Regions from separate parts of the Mus musculus genome. Here region 2 is linked to region 1. A link is a contact called in public Hi-C data. All regions are on one chromosome and are shown on one strand. Each heading gives the region's core, a stretch centred on a gene start, on an enhancer-like site or on the middle of the called end of the contact. The rest is flanking DNA. Distances are from core to core; before and after follow the strand shown.

The links. Hi-C and Micro-C count contacts between places; a contact is called where the count stands out from the background.
Region 2: a Hi-C map of regulatory T cells shows a contact between it and region 1, with 3 times the contacts expected there. The contact joins the promoter of Pcyox1 here to the promoter of Tex261 in region 1. A contact is called at or near these places in 1 of 484 Hi-C or Micro-C datasets (regulatory T cells) and 1 of 115 datasets of contacts at active chromatin or transcription factors (astrocytes).

The regions. Positions count from the first base shown.
Region 1 is chr6:83,773,241-83,777,520 of GRCm38.p6, forward strand. It overlaps Tex261 (testis expressed gene 261), which reads right to left and starts at 2,572. Exons shown (of 6, transcript NM_009357.2): 1 at 2,414-2,572; 2 at 1,778-1,857; 3 at 470-623. The coding sequence starts at 2,483. It overlaps Gm52907 (predicted gene, 52907), which reads left to right and starts at 2,695. Exons shown (of 2, transcript NR_168047.1): 1 at 2,695-2,986.
Region 2 is chr6:86,394,525-86,398,581 of GRCm38.p6, forward strand. Pcyox1 (prenylcysteine oxidase 1) reads right to left here and starts at 2,626. Exons shown (of 6, transcript NM_025823.4): 1 at 2,449-2,626; 2 at 1,390-1,596; 3 at 1-59. The coding sequence starts at 2,560.

The sequences.
Region 1 (4,280 bases), core at 1,322-3,821:
ATTTCTCCTAGACTCAGAAACCTAACTCTAAAGCACACCCCACACCACCTGCCATCTCGACCCAGTCTACAGCAAGGCAAAACAACAGTGCCTGTGGCCAACCACTTGCTAAAACCTTTCTCACAAACATCTGTGTGCATCTGTGACCACCGCATGAATCAACTGGGTCTAACAGAGTCACTCCGGGATGAGAAGTGACTTTCCAGGGACAGGAAATAGTGTGCTTCTCTTCTTTCCCAAACCCTCCTTCTAACTTGACTCTTTGGCAAGGTCCTCATGGCTGGAGCCCTTCCCCTCATGAGGACTAGGCAGGGACAGGCTCTAGGGTCCTCAGGAACGAGCAGCAGTGTGGCCTCCTGTAGGACCTCAGCCGCTGCTCAGGTGCTCCCCTCCCCAGTATCAGGTCAGTGTCTGGGACAGAGTGCCCACATCTAGTCACATCAAGTCCTCCCTGCTTGCCCCCTCTCACCGCATGACAGGATGAAGTTAGGTGACGTCAGCATGATGAAGGGGAAGGTCTGGAGAAGGCCAAAGTAGACGAGGTTGGTGAAAAGGCCCACGCCAATCATGCTGGTGGGGAAACGCTCAAAGACGTAGAGGCCGATCAGCACTGCTGTGGAGAACTAAAACAGGCAGAGGCGCTGGCTCAGGGGACCTTTAGGCCTCCGGGACAGTCAGTCCCTGCCTGCTCTGCACAGCGCTGTTACAAATGCACTTTGGTTTTCTCGGTTCACAGAAACCACACTCAGCTTTCAAAAAGGTGGTCTCTCTGAAGGCCACTTCTAAAACATTTTAGACAGTGATCCAAAGTAAGAAAAAAAAAACATTTTATACAGCACTCCACCAAACACATACCCAACGTGTGACAGAGCGCACACTCACTTTGCCTGCTCTCGTTTTTACTGTTAGCACTGTTTTTGGAGCTGGAGCTGAGGATCTAACCGAAGGCCGCATGCATGCCTGTACCCCCATGTCCCATTTCATAGCTTCCTTGAATGCTAAGCATGATCTACTGAATCAATTACGTAACTCAGTGATGAATCCAGCAGGCAGTCTGAGAAAGGCTTCGGTTGTCGGTGATGAAAGGTCTAATTGCTATCCCAACCACACCCACAGACTGAGCCAATGAGCTGGCTGTAGCCCTGTCTTTACCACAAACTACAACCCCAGGCTACGTTGAGAGTGAAAGTAGCTGCAGACTTTAGGCGACTGAAAGGTGAACTTTTCTGTCCAAAGGTATCCTCCCCCCCCCCCCCCCCCGCACCTCAGTCTTCCTCACAGCCTCTCTAACAGGGACAGGGACCAAGTCTTCAGGAAAAGAAACCTCCATGAGGGAAGAGAAAGGGCTGGACATTCTCCCTTAGGACAAATGACACTGAGTGGAGAGAGGGCAATAGCTAACTAAGCGTTACAAACTGTCCTTATTGTCCCTATAAGTTCTAAGCCTGGGCTGGGATTGGGGACCTGGTGTTAGAGACCGTGGACACTGTGAGACAGACACAGGAAAGCGAAGCCATGAATACCTATCAATGAAATATCTGCACTGTCACCTTAAGGAATGGCAGTAGGTTGTGAAACTATGCCACCTGAGGCTGGAGGGCCAGGGGTGATCTGGACCCAGGAGTGCAGACTGCAGGGCAGGGAAGCAAGTGGGACACCCTCAGATCCTGGGTTCTCAGCACCAAAACAGCCCCAGCTCAAACAGTCCCCACTTCCTGTTTCTGATGTAGGGCAAACAAGCCCTGGGTGACTACTCCAGGGAAAAGCGGCCACTTACCCAGATCATGTATTTGATGATTCGGCTGGTGGCCACCGTGTACTCTTCTATCAGCTCTGCAAGGTAGTACAGTCCAGCCGCTGGGTAGGAGAAGGGGGTCCCAGAGGGAGGGGGACAAACAGGAAGAGATCAGCCAGGGACACTCCCACCAGCCTGCTCATCCTGTAGTCCCCCACCAACCCTCCTCAGACTCCAGGAAGTCGGGAACAAGCCAAAGCACCCCTGGGATGTCCTTCTCATCTGCACAAGTAGATAGAACTTTGCCAAGACAACTGTAGAAATATTGGATTTGACCGCACAGCATAAAGTTAACCTCTGTTCCGGGAACCTTAAACTTCACTCGTCAATCAACACCTGCAGAACACTTAGTTTACAGGCCGGGTGCTGTACACTAGCACACAGCCGGGTGAGACAGACAGGGGCCTTCCCCCTGTCCCAGCTGGAGGGGACAGGCTGAGTAGGGAGCTCAGGGCTCCAAGAGCAAGGATGCGTCTCGGGAACCAAGCATCCCCACCGGAAGGTTCCGCAGAGGTCCAGTAGGACCAGCTCGGGGTCGTCAGCGCCCAGCTGCAAAGAGCAGCAGCGGTTGGCGGCTCGGGGCATCGGGGCGCGCGCGGCCCGGGTCAGCGCTCTCACCGACGGCCAGAGTGATGAATGCCACCTGGATGAACAGCGACAGCCAGCTCAGCACGTACATGAACCACATGGCGCCCCCCGGGCCGCCGGGACGGGCCTGCGCGGTCCGGCTCCCGCGACACTGAGCGGCCGCCGCCGTGCTGTCCCCGCCCAGAGGACGCCGAGAGGAGCAGGGCGGAGCGCCGCGGCCCCTGCGCCCCCGCCAAGCCCGCGAGCGCCGCTAACCGGCTCGGAGGATCGAAATCGCGCTGCACCCGGTACGGAGCGCCTACACAGAGCCCAGATTGATTGGAACCAATCCTGGCTCAAGCCTGCTCCGCACAGCCTTGGATCCTAATTTTCTGGGAGAGGAAGATTCCCTTCTCTCAGGTCACACACTAGGAAGCCGCATAATCTGGAATCCCAGGTGCCTTTAAATGGTCACCTTCAGCCTTAACTCTCCCTCTAGGCTGAGGTCTTTTGCAATGCAGGTCTTCACTTTTGCGTGGGGACTAAAGCAACAGCTAAGCACTGACTGTACTTGCGACACCGCAGGTAATCATCTGAGAGAGCACCACCTAGTGGCTGACACAGGTAAGCTCAGAGTGCCAACAAGCCTCTTATCTCAAACAAACTTTTTGTTTGTTATTTTCAGAAAGGGAGGGTCTCATAGCTCAGGCTGGCCTTTGAACTGTCAACTCTCCCATCTCCAGCTCTCAATTGGTAGGGTTTCAGATGTGTGGAGTCTCCGTACTAGGGCAAAATATAACTTTGGTTTTGGTTTTGTCTGTTTTGATTAAGGGTCTCTATGTAGTCCTGCAACCTGCTATGTAAATCAGGCTAACCTTGAACTCACAGAGACCAGCCTGCCTCTGCTTTATCCCAAATCCTGGGATTAAAGGTGTAGAAACATCATGCAAAGATCTTTTCTTTTTTTGAAACAGCCTTATGTGCCTCCAGGCTGGCCTTGGTGACACTAAGTAGTTTTGAGTGCTGGAATGGTAGATATTATATGTTAAGGACTAGGTACAATATTAAGGCCTAGGTAACTGTCACCTGGCCAGCCTGCCATTATAAGGAAACTTGCTCATGTTTCTACTGTTACTAGGAAACTTTCTAATGCCAGGATTGGTTATGTATTCTGTTTTGTTCTGTGCCCTGGGAAACCAATCTAAATAGAAATGCTTTGCATGGTTACTCACAGCAAGTTTGGGTCTGAAGTGACCATCCAACAATACTTTCTGCACCTGACTATAAGCTTTTATGGGATTTGCTGTTATAAGCTGCCCCTGGGATGAACCCCAACATAAGAGATATAAGAAACTATTTAAAATAAGACCCCCCCTCCATTTTGAGTAGGGGTCAAGTAAAGTTTAAGTTCCCAAGACTTCCCTGGGAACTGACTTCCTAATTGGCAGAGAGAGACAGGTATGTGGGCAGCTGACATCCTGGTTAACAAGTTAAGATATGAATTTTAGTCAAAACAAGTCCCATCCTGGTAGACAAGTTAAGACATGAATTTTAGACAAAGGCAAGTTCCCTGCAGCCGTTGAATACCCTAACCAATGGGAGCAGGACAAGTGTACACAAAGACATCTTCCTAAGGAAGTTCCCCATCCCTAAATCCTGATTGGTGAAATAACATGGCACAAGATGTTTGCGGCTTGGGGCTTTACAACCCTGGAGGATCTTAACTTGGAGTCATGGTTTGTCTCCTGAGCCTGACTCAATAAGTCTTGGGATGTGGCATTCAGTAAACCATCCCTAGTAGACCAAGATCAGTGTCTGAGTGGCTTGTGTGGCAATTCCTAGACCCCCAACAGGTATGTGCCACCATACACATATCACACACAGAGTCAGATTTCTTGATTCACAAAGTAAGTGCTCA
Region 2 (4,057 bases), core at 1,376-3,875, 2.6 Mb after region 1:
CAGAGACTTTCCATTGTACACGCCCACCAGGCCACCTGAAGCGGGAACACTGGAGAGACCTGCCAAAACAGAGGGAGGGGCTCCAGACACGGCTCTGTGGTTAAGGGCCCTTGCTGCTCTTATAGAGGACCTGGGTTCAGTTCCGAGTACCCATGTCAGGCGGCTCACAACCACCTGTAACTCTTGCATGGATATATCCCCCCACCACCACCCACCCACCCCCCCCCCACACACACAGATACATAATTTTAAAAATAAATAAATAAATCTTGAAATGATACAAAACAAGACAAAGCTAGAGGAAAGGTAGGCCAGTGATTTCTACACTGGTCCAATGAAAAGGGAATTTGGGAGACCTGTTAGGGACTTTCTGGACTGAGTGACTTAGGGGCCATTCCCAGGTCTCAGGAAACACATTAGAGTTCTATTTTTAGAACAGTGTGGACACAGGACTGACTGCTCGATCCACAAACTGACACAGCAGGAGATGGGTCAGAAAATCTCATACCTGTACCAAACTAAACCCACTAGTCTCAGTCATGGAGAAGAAAGCCTCTGCCAGGGCTGGGAAGGGCACCCGAGGAGTAAGAGAGGTCCCATCCTACGCAAGCCTCAACTTTGCAAAACTGGGAAACTCAGGTAAATGGGAAACGGCCAGAGTTACACAATATTCCCTAAGAGAAGGCTTGCACAGGCCTGCCAGCCTTCCCCGAACATGGCCCGCTCCTCTGCCGACAACGTGTCAGTCATGTGTCCCCGTGAGTACATGTCTGAACCCTGTCTGAACGACTTCAAGCCAAGTGTTGGAAGCCCATGGATCTCATTTTCTCAGCAGCAGAATGAGCTAAAAACACTCTGCTAGCTCAAAGCACTCTGATTTCTCAACCCAAAGCCTGAAGTTTAAGAACTGACAACAGGGGGCTGCAACATGGCTCAGCCCCAAATGGACTGCACCTGGGTTCAATTCCTGAGACCCACACAGTAGAAGAAAAAGAACTGACTGGATCAATTGTCCTCTGACCTCCATACACACCCTGTGGCACTCAGACCAACACCCCCACCCCACAGTTATACAAAATAAATAGCTAAAATATAACTTTTAAAAAAATTTTTTTTAATTTTTTTTTTAAAGAATTAACAGCAACAGCCACCCTCACTCAACCCCATGGCTGTAATTCCAGAGAGCTGATGCCACACAGATAGCTTAGAGTCTCATTACAGGAGAGTGGCTCGATGCTAAGCTGGGACCAACTGCTAAACCCCACAGCAAGAGAAACAGTTTCACCAACTTCTCTGTAGAAGACAAGGCAGAAACATCAGTTCTCTGTGTTAGGAAAACACATACGGCCAGTCACACATAGTGTTGCTTAGTGCTATGAAATCACATACCCAGCTCTTTGACAAATCGCTTCATGTGCAAATTTAGGGGGTGAATGACTGAACCCCCTGCCTCGTAGTCATGACCTTGCACCTTCAAAGTGGCCAAACGGCCCCCGACCTCTTCTCTCTCAAACACGTCAATCTTCACGTCCTTCCCAAATTTCTTCCTTAGATAATAGGCGGAGGAAGTACCACCGATTCCAGCACCGACTATTGCTATACGGAGGGGGGGAAAGGAAAAGAGGAACCGTTTGTTTCCCCTCCTATCAGTGTTGCTTTTGTTTTTGAAAAGCCATTAACCAATAATAGCCATTACTCAAGACTAAAACTAACAGCTTGGGGAAACCTGAGGGAAGGGGTTCTCTTTAAAGACAGACTCCCTGAACCTAGACAGGTGCTATAGATGAAGTTACAAACTGACAGTTGGTCAAAAGATGCCCAAAGGTTCTCCCAGGTCTTTGTGGAGGCACCACCGGACCCAGGGACCCTGCTGTGCCCAATTCCTGGGGAAGTATGAATGGGCCCCTCCAGCACGCATTTTAAATAAAGCAGACGCCATCTTCGCCCAGCTTTGTTCTTTGTCTCTCTATGGCCCCAACACCATTAACGATCCCGAAAGACACAGCTTCAGATGGGAATAGACACCCAGGAATGAAAACCCGAGGCAACCAAAGCCACGAAGAGACCGGGTTCTCCAGCTAGCTGCAGCAGTTGCAGTAAGCAGAGCGCAGGTGCGGGGAGGCGGTCCCAGTCCTTCTCGGGGGAGGGGATCTGGAGGTAGGGGAAGAGAGACTGGTCCCAGTGCAGAGTCTGCGTGCCCCAATCGGCCGGACAAACAGACTTAGCTCCAGGGACAGCTAGAGGCGGGCTCTTGAGGGCGTTCAGCTGCTAGAGCCGAGGGCCTCCCAGGCTGGAGCTGCACGGATACCGAGTCCCTGGCTAGCACACGCCTCCAGTGGCACTCCTCCAGACTCGGAGCGCACGGCCCGGTCTCCGGACCCCGATCTCCACCCAGCCCTGGGAAGACCGACCTAGGCATCGCCGCGCCTCTGTATCCCCCGCACCTACCGATCCTGTTCGGCGGGGCCCGGGGCTCGGCGCTCGCCAGACTGCCCAGACCACATAGCAGCAGCCCCAGCCAGAACAGTGAGCCCACCAATGCAGCGGCGAAGCGCCCCATGGCCTCCCGCAGCTGCAGACTGACCGCGGGTCCGCCAGCAGACCCTGCTCTATGCGTCTGCGCGCTTTCGCCCCGCCCAGACCACGCCCCAGAGCACACGACCACGCCCACTCGTCCCACCCAGGTCCTTTGCTCCCCAGGCTCGCCGATTTTGTGTTATCTAATCCTGGTCCTCTGTGCCCCCGAAGTACACTCTGGTCCCAGAAGCCCACATCCAAGGCGCAGGTTGAGGGCCACCTCAGCTCTCCTTTCCCGCCTCTCCTGAAGATGCATCCTTCTTCACAAGTGCCCTCTACAGTCCCCAAAATCGCGAGCTTGTAGAGAATGCACGTGGCCAATCTCAGTCTAAACCAGGCAAACCGGCCGCAAACATTTCTAAAGTGAGCACTTTGTTCCAGGGACTCAGCTGCGTGATAAGAAAAGGAAGAGAGATGGGGTATTGTGAAGTAAGAGGAGCAAAACACGGGACCCACGTCCATACGAATAAAATTAGAACACCAAAGTGGCCTCTCACATACGGTCTGTTTCCAAGTTGAAGACACTAGAGAAGACACAAAAACAAGAAATGCTGTCTACTTTCCTCCAATTGCCTAAAAACAAAACACTGAGTGTGTATGGGAGAGTGGGGGTGCTGGAGACATGGCTCAGTAGTTAAGAGCACTTCCTGCTATTTATTCCACCGGACCTTCCTCTGGCACACTTGTAAGCATAACAAAATTTTAAGCACTGGAGAAATGACTCAGTGGCTAAGAGTGCTACTGAGTTCTGTTTCTGAGGCTTACAACTGCCTGTGCCAGCAGTGCCAGGGGAACTGTCACCCTCCTCTGACCTTCCAGGGCACCAGAACACACACAAACACATAAATAAAAATAAACATACACACAAGGACAAAGGGATCCTCCCTTCTCTACCTGAGGGATGTGGGTTTATCACCAAAGGCAATTTTAGACATCTTAAGTAAAATTCCTAGGAAGCCATTAGTTTGGCCTGAGCTACTGGGCTGGATGGATGGACAGCATGCCAACTCAATGGGGAATCCCCATCGGAAGCTGCGTGCTACCAGAGGTGAAACTAAATTTTCTGGTTGACCTTCATAGGAAAGGGAGCTGGTGACATGCCTCTGTTAGCAGATCCGAGAACGATGTCCCCTATGCTTCAACCTTCCCAAAGAGCATAACTTCAAAACCAGTCAGCTCTTTGTTTCCAGCTTCTGCCTTCCTCTGCCCTGGGCAGTCTAAAGAGCCAGGCTTCTCCTCCAGATGTAGGAAGAGCTGTGCTATGTTATAGAACAAGGTGTTCTCACTTCTAGTCAGCTGAGACCTGTCAATATCTTGTAGTTTTGGTTTTTCCACAGATCTTTGTTTTTTCAAACAGAATCTCAAGTAACCCTTTCTACCTCTTGTGTGCTGGGATTTCACAAACTTTCACCAGTAAGAAATTCACATAACAAGCCTGACCCCGGAGCCTTTCTCCTGCCATATATTATTTGCCTTCTCT